Linked DNA regions of Sus scrofa: region 1 is linked to region 2. A link is a contact called in public targeted proximity ligation data. All regions are on one chromosome and are shown on one strand. The core of a region is the stretch at or near the end of the contact, and the rest is flanking DNA. Distances in the headings are between cores, read along the strand shown.

Region 1 (2,700 bases), core at 45-2,544, 240 kb after region 2:
GGCCATCATCTTTGTGGTTCTAGGTATCTTACCTGGTTGGGTGACCCAGACACTCATCCCTGAAGAGATCAAGGCCCTGATCACCACACCTCTCTCTGGGCATGACTGTTGACCTTTTCCATTTATCTCATATGGGGCAGAGGAGTGCCAGGAGATGCCCCATTAGAACAAGTGGATGCCAGACATATTCTTTGCTACCCCTTTATATAACAAGAGCATGGCTTCCTCCTGATTACCAGGGTCAGTGACTCCTTCCAGGGTCATGACGTCTTTCCTTGCCTGCTCATCCCTTGGTACAAGGAGCCAGAAGAGACCAGATGGCAATGACAGCTTAAAGTATAATAGGCACTTATTGTATATTCTGATGAAAGCATTCTCCTTCTGGAAAACAGCACCGTTAGGCCCACAGAGTCTGCAGCTGTCACCAATCCCACAGTTGAGTCACTGGGAGGGACAGTAAGCAGGACCACTCCTACTTTCACTTTGGGTTCCTGGATCCATAAATGCTATCTTTTGGGGTCACAGTGTCCTACAGTGATTGTGTATTTAGAGTGTACACCACATGGACTTCCTTGAGCCCTGCCACCATGGGACTACTACCTGTTGCTCAAACACTAAGGTGGCTGATGACAGAGGCTGGCTGATGTCAAGTGGCCGAGTCATTTCATCTACTTAGTTATTTAGTGCCTCTCCCACCATGACTGCTCCCCAGTGGTATTAATAGGCAATGCAAAGATCCTTGCTCTTTATGCTCACTGCTGGAAGCCCATTACACACCTCTTCCCCAGCCTCCCATGCCCTCAATCTTCCAGTCTTTTCTCTCCAGTCCCCTGACCAAGAGCAAAACGATTCACTATTCCTCAAGAGTCTTATTATTACTTTGGTCCACTTCTATTTCCACACAGAATGGATGACTAGGACCTCCACTGCAACTGCCTATTAAGAGGATTTCCTCTCATCTGTCTTTATGGACTACTGGCAAGTGGGGCTGTAGTTCACAGCCGTCCACTTTCAGCCTTCACCCCCATATAAAGCCAACACATCTGTGATGCAAACATGAGCGTTTCTCCTCCAAATGTAGTTGATAACGGAGGCTCCATTGCAGCCATAGGCATAGGGGTCAGCTGATGGAGAGGCAATGGCAGTGGTGATATGGGGGTCTGAAGCATTTGCTCATGCAGCTTCTTTGTGATCTCTAACCCTGCCTTGCTTGATTCTGTATGAACCACTTGCATTCTACAGAGCTATCTGAAAGAACAGCTGCAAGCAATTCCAGAAGGATTCAGCTATGAGTCACCAGCAGCCAACATTCTGGCAGCTGGGGGGATAAGTACCTTGACACTAAAAGGGGTATCTGAACAGTATGCTGCAGAATCCACTCTAGCATCAAATTAAATCTTCATAGTAAACCTGCGAAGAAGCCAGAAAGGATATTAGAACTGCCATCATGCAGATGAAGAATCTGAAGTATCTCAAGATTAAGCAGCTTTGGTTGATAGCAAACCAACTTAGCATTACAACAGTCCTGGAAGCAGCACTGTCCCATAGAAATGTAATATGAGCCACATACATAATTTTAAATTTTCTAGTAGCAAACATTAAAAGTTGTCAAAAGAAACAGGTGGAAGTAATTTTAGTAATACATTGTATTTAAGCCAAGAGTTCCAGAATATTATCTTTTCAACATGTAATAACCATTAAAAATGAATGAGGCATTTTACATTCTTTTTATCATACTGAGCCTTGGAAATCTGACATGTGTTGCACATTTATAACACTTCCTAATTTGAACTAGCCACATTTCAAGTGTTCAGAGGCCAAATGTGGCAACTGAATCAGTAGCCATAGCTCTAGACTCTCCATAATTCTTTCTCATCTTCCCTGAGATGTTCCTTTTGAACTGGCAGGACCTAAAGCCTTGAAGGGACACGCTTGGGGCAGTAACCCTGCCTTTGGCAGAAATCAAGGTCCTTGCCATTTACGAAGCTCCCAGAACCCCCACTCCTTTGGCACAACAGTTAGCTTTGCAGGTGTTGCTACCACTTACTGGCAAGGTTCAATTTGAAAAAGAAAAGAAAAAAAGCAGTGGTAGACAAATGTTTAACTCCATCTCTGTGTGTACCCTGTAATTTAATGCTAAATCCAGCTCAATTTGGTTTCTGTGGCAACAGAGAGAATCAGCTCTCCACAGCTCATATGTCAGATTTCTAAATGCAGGGTGCCTACAGCAGACTCGGCATTCCAATTGCCTGAGTTTTGATTCTGAGATTGATCCGCGGATACAAAAATTCAGTATGGAAGCTTCTCTTAGAGTTTTTATTCAACATAGAAAATGTAGAAAAGGAAGGATTAGGGAGCTTTCAGTCCCAGAAATCTTTAGAAATGGGTAAGTTCTTCATTTGGTTTGAGACTTGGGAGAGGGACTTCGTGGAGACAAAAGGAGGCCTTAGACCTAATGTAATCTTTGCCAACCCATGAAGCCTTAGTGGACGTGCATGTTCTGCACAGATGGACCCCTGGGGGCAGTCATGAGCCCTCAAAAGTAAATTTGCTTTCTTCTTTCTTCTTCCTTTCAGCAAGTAGCATGCATGGAATTGGGGAGGAGTGGGTTTATATCCTGGTCCCAGCATTGATTTAGATGCTTGAGATATTTCTTTGCCTTTGGGTCCAGAGATGTAGAAACATCCTAGAAAACCCTCT
Region 2 (2,812 bases), core at 278-2,777:
CTTAATATGACCAATAATTTAAAAAAACAAAAATAAGACAAAAAATGAATATGAAGTAGCTCTAAAAAGATGCAATACATGTTGCAGTATCCGTGAATAAAACCCCTTACATTTACTATAGGAGAACCCTTCGGTTCTCATACATTAATTATTTATATACTTTTTCTTTTTTTTCTTTTCTTTCTTTTAGGTCCGCACCCATGGCATATGGAGGTTCCCAGGCTAGGGGTGGTGCCTCCGGCCTACACCACAGCCACAGCAGGATCGAAGCCGTGTCTGCAACCTACACCACAGCTCATGGCAATGCCGATCCTTAACCCACTGAGCAAGGATTCATTTCTGCTGAGCCATAACAGGAACTCCAATTATTTATATTTTAGATACATTTTCTAACTAACTTGGTTATTATTTTCTAGAAGTGGCAAATTAAAAAAATAACAGGAAAGATACAACTTAAAATGATATTCACTTCACCAGTGAGAAGGAATAGCTGAATGACATGACACACACAAAAATATATTTAAGAATAGAACTGGGAGTTATGTCTAGTCACTTATGATGAAGCATGATCATGTGAGAAAAAAGAATGTGTACATGTATGTGTAGCTGGGTCACCAGGCTGTACAGTAGAAAAAAAAATGTATTGGGGAAATAACAATTAAAAAATAAAATAAAATAAAATCTGACCAAAAAAAAAAAAAAAAAAAAAAAAAAAAAAACCTAAAAACTCAAAAGACCATGGAAGACCAGTGACATTAAGCAGCAGTGCATAGCCCCAAAGGGCAGCATCAGATAATAGTACAGCAGGGTATTCAATTTTCTTAGTGCTGTCTCCAAGTCAACAAGAAAATTAGTTCTGCATTTCCTGTTTAAGAAGGTAATTAATACCAAATATATATATTCGGACAGTTAAAATATCCAATTGCTATTGGCATGAAAGTTTTCAGTTGCATGGTTTAACCTAGAATCTTGGAAAACTGAGATATTATAACTTGCCTTTGTTTAAAATGAAATTACCCATGCAATTTTGCTCCTGTCACTGATAATCAGTGGCTTAAAGAACCACAACTTGGATTTCTTCCACTTTGTTGAAAGACGCTGCGGCCACTGCTTTAGAGAAATATTGTCAGTGCAATACTCACTGGGCAGGAGCTTTTCTTCCACATGCAAATCATAGTGGTTTCTTCCTGGAATGGATTTGCCCGCTTTGGGCACTATTGACATCTGGGGCCAGACAATTCTTTGTTGCAGGAGCCTTTCCTATACATTCTAGGTGTGCAGCAGCATCCTAGCCCCTACCCATGAGATGGCAGAAGCAACTTCCCTTCACCCACAGTTGTGCCCGCAGCAACAACAAAAGCCTGAGGAATAAAATTTCCCCTGATTGAGAACCTCTGTTCTGGAGGGAAATCAGCAACTAAGCCTCATTCGAGTATCTTGGTTTTTACCACCAAGTCTAAATTTTGCTTTGCATTAGTGAACAACCTCTTATAAGAGTAGTGTGAATGCCTGGCTTAAGAGCTCATCTATTTGTGTCTGTTGGCACAGAGATAAATAAGACTTGTCTACAGTTATGAAATTCATTTGTTAAACATACACGCCACCAGTTTTCTGACCTCCTTCTGAAACAAGTCATGTCCTCTGTTGACAATGGCAGGAATAAATACTAACAAATATTCAGGTATCCAGGCTCTCAAAGGTTTGTACTGGAGCTCCTATGCCCAGTCACTCTAAACAAGCAACCTTGAGCAGCAGACTCTAAATTTAAAGTTGTCTTATACTGCTGGAGCAGCATGTTCCATAGCTGCTGACAAGAGTTATCTCCTAGGACAGAGAGTGGTCAGTTTCCCTTCCAGATCCAAGGCTGGATAGAGATCTTGTCAGTGTTAGTGTTTAAGAGAAACTGAACCGTGAAGGGGACTCACAGATTGAAAAGGAAGAAGGCTTTTGTAAGGTTAAATAACCTCACTATGCTTTGGAATGATTTGCAAAATCGTATATAGAATGACTCTTAATTTTGCCCTTTATCAAACCTTTGCTAAGAATGGGACAGCCGTGTGCTCGATGGGATTATAGACATCCAGTTATGGAAGTGTTTTGGTCTAAGAGAAAGAGCAAGATTTGAGTTCAACAACTTGGAACTTGAAATTGTCAGCTAATTAGGTTAATAAAGGTCATTTCTCTGAGCCAGCTTCTTCACCGAAGCAATGACTTATCATGAGCGTTAAATGAGAAACTAGATAAAGCACCTAGTGCAATGCTGCATATGTTGGAGGACTCTGCAAAAGTACTTACGGTTATCATTACCATCACCAATATCACTGTTAAAAGATGTTAGACCAGAGAGCACTGTGCAGATTAGGCTTTTGATAAGTTTTTGTTAAATGGGTGAACAAAGAGTTTAGGCTAGCTCTTAGCAAAGAACATTCCTTGAAATGTATTCACACCACGTTTTTCAAACTCGAGCAGTTCTATGTCCTCTCATACCCCTGCCTGATCATTTAAACAAATATGCAACTTAATTTCTGTTATCTAAGAATGGCAGGCATTTTCTCTTTCACTTCACAGGTTTTAGATGTTTTCTCTCTCTTCATTTCCCTGTAATAGTGCTTTCTGAAAGGAAACACATAGGGTACAGCATGGAGCCTAACACATGATAAGTATTTAGGAAAAGAAGGAATGAGCAGATGGATGGCCTATGTAAATGAAGATTTTTTAGGATGAAAATGGAGACCATATTAAATAAATACTTTTATTCCAAGCTGTAAACCTCTATGTCCAAGATGTACCTTTGGGGCAGAGCAGTGGTGAG

Evidence for each region.
Region 1: a contact with region 2 is called in a targeted proximity ligation map of skeletal muscle, with 3 times the contacts expected there. A contact is called at or near these places in 3 of 47 Hi-C or Micro-C datasets (embryonic fibroblasts and heart right ventricle) and 1 of 2 datasets of targeted methods (skeletal muscle).

Annotation. Positions count from the first base shown.
Region 1 is chr4:82,554,092-82,556,791 of Sscrofa11.1, forward strand. All of the region lies in intron 4 of LOC106510109 (a long non-coding RNA gene), which reads right to left. Among named protein-coding and RNA genes, the nearest start is that of XCL1, 120 kb to the left of the region's middle.
Region 2 is chr4:82,315,109-82,317,920 of Sscrofa11.1, forward strand. The region is part of intron 3 of DPT (dermatopontin); the gene reads left to right. The region is part of intron 5 of LOC106510102; the gene reads right to left. Among named protein-coding and RNA genes, the nearest start is that of DPT, 29 kb to the left of the region's middle.